Linked DNA regions of Macaca fascicularis: region 2 is linked to region 1. The links are chromatin contacts, called in public Hi-C maps. All regions are on one chromosome and are shown on one strand. Each heading gives the region's core, a stretch centred on a gene start, on an enhancer-like site or on the middle of the called end of the contact. The rest is flanking DNA. Distances are from core to core; before and after follow the strand shown.

The links. Hi-C and Micro-C count contacts between places; a contact is called where the count stands out from the background.
Region 2: a contact with region 1 is called in a Hi-C map of skeletal muscle, with 4 times the contacts expected there. The contact joins the promoter of PDCD4 here to the enhancer-like site in region 1. A contact is called at or near these places in 2 of 2 Hi-C or Micro-C datasets (liver and skeletal muscle).

Annotation. Positions count from the first base shown.
Region 1 is chr9:119,881,440-119,884,139 of T2T-MFA8v1.1, reverse strand. All of the region lies in intron 5 of RBM20 (RNA binding motif protein 20), which reads right to left. Among named protein-coding and RNA genes, the nearest start is that of PDCD4, 77 kb to the left of the region's middle. Within about 2 kb of position 1,304, at least 2 of the 6 cell types and tissues checked have an H3K27ac peak or open chromatin away from gene starts, as enhancers often do.
Region 2 is chr9:119,957,985-119,960,684 of T2T-MFA8v1.1, reverse strand. It overlaps PDCD4 (programmed cell death 4), which reads right to left and starts at 1,309. Exons shown (of 15, transcript XM_074002699.1): 1 at 1,219-1,309.

The sequences.
Region 1 (2,700 bases), core at 55-2,554:
TATGAAAAAAGATGAAGCAAGTGTTGTAAAATTTTGATAATTACTGGAATTGGGTGATGGGTATACAAGGATTAATTATACTGGTCTCTACTGTTCTGTATATTTAAAATTTTTTGCAATAAAAAATGCTTAAAGAATGTCAGCACAAACAGACAAAGATGTGGAGCATACATATCAACCTGTCAGTGCTGGTTATCTTCAGAGGAAGGCAGTAAGATGAGACATGCTGAACCTTCTTCATATATACCTCATATTGCTTGACTTACAATTCCAATAAAGAAAAAAGAACACAGAAAAGTTTATGAGAATGTAATATATATGCATTGACATTCACAGCAACAACCTGTGGTTTAGGGCAGTGGTTTTCAAAATATTTTCAGCTTGGAATCCTTTCTTCAGATAAAACTGATTTATACCAATGTATTCAACAAATAAAAGAGCTATTCGGGTCAAACTTTGGGGTCTGGCACCCTGGCGCCACCCCCACCTGGCAGTCTCAAAGGCACCTTTAAGGAATACAGTTTGGAAGCCACCATTTGGCCCTAATCAAAGCTCCTTGAGGGAGGAAGTGTGTCTGTCTGTTTTGTGCAAACCTTAATCAGCCTAGAGTCTCTGGGAGGGTCAAGAATTAGTAACCATAAGCCAACCCAATGTGGAAGAGAAGGATATAATTTTCCAAACCTGAAACACATTCTAATAGCATAGTCTCCATTTGCATAATCACAATTTTCTATGTTAAACTGAACTTCAACATCTAATTACATTTGATGTGGGTCCGACTCTGCTAAGGTAATATAGGGGGAAAGTCTAAGATATCATCCCTAACAAGGGCTAATACTTGGGTAATTCTACCATGAAAAGCCCTCGTTTGTCTCATTTGAGCTGAAAACAATTACAGTCCATAAGAATTTCCTTTTATGGTTCAGCCCTGAATTGTAGAAGCCCAAGTGCCTCTTTCCGACCTCCCACTCTGCAATGTCCAGAGGTCAAGCACTTTCCCAAAGGGGAGCAAGGATTCAGGCAGCTCCCAGAGCAGCTCCTCATCTCCCTAAAGTGCAAATGCACTCTCCATCAGCTAGGAGACTTTGAGTCTGTGGCTAGTGAGGACTGAACCCTTCTGCAGAGATGAAAGGAGGAGTGCTATTAAGAAGCAGAATCTTTGCCTCCCATTAGTGTGAGTGTTCACATAAAGATGCAGACACAGCTGAGCTTTCAAGCAGGGCAGAGTAGCTGGTCCTCTGAGCTTATCACAAGGAGGGCTGAGGCTGGGCGCTCTGCCTGGTCTCCTCTTAGCGAGGCACGTTTCTGCCCCATGTGACTTTGCTGTGCTTGGCCTGTGCTAATGCATGCTTGGACAACGGAGCAGACACCCAAGGCAGTTCCGGGCCTATCCTGCTCCTGGCCCATCCAGTTGCCTAGTGAACAGGCATGAGGGCCAGTGCCTCTCTCATTGTCTCCTCCAGACTGAAAGGACAACTCGAGAGGCTTTTATTGGAACACAGCACAGCAACTGCGGCTGCTGGGTAGTAGAAAAAACAACCTCGTGGCTGCCGGTCACCAGAGAGAAGTATTCATGCTGTAGATGTCGTTCCCAAAGGCACTAAAGTGAATGGGCCGCAATTAAAATTTCCACTCAAATTTTAAAAAGACATCTGAGTTCCTTCTCTTCCAAGATTTTAATCAGAAATAGGAGCCGGATTTTACCAATTCCCTTGTCGTCATTTATTAAGATACGAATGAGATTTTTAGATTCTTCCAGATAATAGTGATTTGGAGCTTTCCAATTATGAGCTACATCAACTGCAAATGGTTATGGGAGTGCCAAGATATTGATCCCTCAGGCTGAAGGCCAAGTTCCTCCAGTAACCATGAACGGCTTCTTCAGTTAAACCATTTACTTCAGCAGATTATTTTCTAAGTGAGCCATGAAATGAAAATCTTGAGAATCTCTGGGTTAACAGTTTGCTTTTGTGTGGTGTCTGGCTTCAGGGCATGTGGTAAATCCTATCCAGTTAGAAAGATAAATTAATTTTTATGTGTTCTATTCTTTTGTCAATATTTTATTTAGGATGCTTCATCAAGTTCTTTTCTGCCATTGATCTGAAATGTCTTTTGGTTGTTGTTAAAGTCCATTTAGGTTCAAAACCATCTATGATTCATACGAGATGTAGAATAGTAAGTATTATCACTCTATTCTACTCTCATTACACTTCACATAAACATTGCTATATGCCACAGGGCATATTTGCCCTATGCCCTGTGGGAGATCTGAATGATGAGGGAAAAAGGGAGGGAGGTAGGGAGGAAAGTGAGAAGGGAAACAGGGGGAGTGAGGTCCCTGAGTGGTACATCAAAAGTATAGTTTGTACATCAGAGGCACTGGCAATCCTGAGTGCCCTTGAGCAAGCATCACCATGCTGTGCACTAATTCTCAACCTGGGCTCTCTTATAAGCCCTTAAAGGTCTTCGAAGGTAGTGATACTACAGGAAGCAGGGGGCTAAACATTATTTTTGACATTGAAAAATGCGAGTTGAGGTCATACTTTGAGTTTCTTTATCGATATGGTAATCTGGTGTTAAATTCAATTAGGCCTGAGGATGCCTCCATACTTTGAGTTCTTATGTAAGGAACTGCAGTTTAGCACATCAACTAGGTGAAAGCCTGAAGTAGTGTACTTTTGTAACAAATAGCTGAGTCTC
Region 2 (2,700 bases), core at 60-2,559, 77 kb before region 1:
TGCAGTCCTAACAATTATTTTTCCTTTCACATTAGTACCACAGAAAAAGCCAATCAATTATAATTCCAAGACACTTACTGAAATATTAAGGTATTCAATAAGCCTATAATGAAGGAATATTAAGGGTATAAATGCCAGTAACTCCTTGCTTAAAAAGCACTTGGTGGTTTCCCAAAAAAAGTCACGTTATCAAAATCATAAAAATTAAAGTAAAAATACAAGTTAAAAAACAAGGGAAACCCTTTTTTGCCAGACATGTAGTCGCATTTCTGATCGTTTTCATCATTTGTAGACACTACACAGTCGCTGGCTATGTAGCGAGTTCTCAAAAGGGGTAGGTGGGCGACATTGACGTCTGCAGACAGTTTTGAAGCTCTTGCAAAACTCCATGTACGTTACAGCATCAAACTGACAAATGCAGCAGACGGCATGCGTTTCACAGAAAGGGGGCTCCCTTCCCAGCTTTGTTTTCTCTGGGAGATTATATTTTACCTGAACTAAAAAAAAAAGAGACCCTTTGCCGGAGGACTGGCTCGGCGAAGTTCGCGCGGGGCTCGGGCGGCCGGCACGTGTTCGCCTCCTAGGGCCCCCCCAGTGAGGCTAGCGCGCGGCCCCTCCCCACAGCGGCCGGACCCTTTCTCCCGCAGCGGGCTCAGGCCAGGACCCCCGAAGTCCCCAGCCCGGGTCGGCCCCCGGAAGGGGCTGGGCCGGGGCCAGGAACGGAGCTCCAGGGTCACGCCGAGCAGGGGGGCGCATCTTCAGAGAATTCCCAGGGAGAGCAGGGGGCGGGGAGGGCGCGAATCTTCCTCACAGGATTTCAGTCCAGCCGGAAACACGCCTTCCAATCCCGGCCCCTGAATTCAACCTCCGCCAGAGGGGGAGGTGGGTTGAGGGAGACCTTCGAGGGCAAGCGTCCCGCGCGCCCCTCTCAGTGGGAAGAGGGCTCCGGGAGGGGGCGGGCCCGCGCCACCACGCTCCAGGCTGGGCCCAGAAAGAGGGAACCGGGCCGGCTGCCCGCAGTCCGGGGCGTTGGGGCGGGCGCGGCTGGACCTGTGGGGCTACGAGGAGGCAGCCGGGGCCCCGCACCGCTGGCCCGGACCTGACAGGGCCGCGGCCCCCACGCCCCCGCCCCCTCCCATCGTGCGGCTGCCTCCGAGGGGGGATGGGGGAGAGGGCGCAGTCTTCCCGAGCGTGTGAGCCGCGCCTACTGGTACTGACCCCTCCGGCCCCTGCCGCTGCTCGCCCAGGTCCCTGGTCAGCCGGCCCCGACCCCGCTCTTCTGGCTCTGCCGCCGCCTCGGAGAGTCTCTGGCCCCTCTCGCTCTGTTTGTTTTTGTTTTCTTCTACCCAGTAACACGGGGGCGAGAGGGCGGCGCTTATTGGCCAAGGCCGGGTGGTCGGCTGGCCAATCGTGGCGGTGGAGCCGGAGCTGAGGCGGAAAGGGGAGAGGAGTGAAACGTGGAAAGTTGGAGAGGGGCGCGGAGAGCGCATGCGCTTGTGGTTCCTGAGACTGGCTGGAGCGGGAGCGGAGCGGGAAGCCGGGGTGGGGGTGTGTTGGGAAGCGTGGCGAGATGGGAGCGTCGGGAAAAGGGCAGTGCTGGGGGATGGGAACGAGGATGAAGCTGCCTAGTCCCAGCTCACCCATTCTCCTTACAGGGCGTTCTGCAAACTGGGCTGAAGCACAGGTTTTGAGCTTCCTGACGTCGCTGCCTCCATTTCTAGACACTCCTTAGGTGAACACTCCAAGTGATCAGCCTGCCCGATTCCTCCTCCCTCTGACCCCTGCTTTCTCCATGACTTCTAGTTTCTGCAGATCCCATGCTAAGAAGTTTCTCTCAGCGAATCCCCTCAAACCTTTGAGATAGAAATAATTCCCATTTCACAGATATAAAACAGGCCCCAAAACTCTTTGAAGTCCCTTTGCTAATCATGACTTGCCAAGCCTCTGGCGTTCGAACGCACTAATTCCGGACTCCGGTGCTGGGAATCTCAGCCATGGCTACAATTTCTCTATTGAAACTTCCACCTCCCCTCGCTGTTCTCTCTGACTTTTCCTCTTGGCTGCATTCGTTTTGCCTGGTCCTGTCCTTATTTCAACGTCACGGTCCCCTGAGGGTGATAACCAGAACCTTATGCTTCCTCTGTGCTCCCAGGAGGGGACTTAGCCACTACCTCTCATAAGATTTTTCAGTTGTCTGATGGGCAGCACCTGAATGATTGCTTGGTCCCTCCAGAACCCAACTGCCTCATCCCGCGCAGGCCAGCGCCTTCCCTTGGCTGCCCAGTCACCCTGCCTGGGAATCATCTCTAATGCTGCTATTTCTCTGCACACACACACACACACACACACACACACACACACACCTTCACTGGCTTCCCACTGCCTCTCTTGAGTGTCAGCGCCACGGTCGGTCGTTCAAGGCTCCACAATGTGACTTAAAGACTTTCAAGCTGTGTCTCCACACATATCCCTATATGCCTCCTCAACCCCTGGTAATTCTTTATATATCACCTTGAAATGTCTCTCTTCTCATCTCCTATCTCTGCCTGGTGCAATCCTTCTGTGCCTCATGGCCCTCCCTAGTAGTTTTTTATTTTGTTGTTGTTGTTGTTTTATTTAATTGAGGCAGGGGCTTGCCCTGTAGCCCAGGAGAATGCAGTGGCATGATCACAGCTCACTGCTGTCTCGACCTCCCTCAAC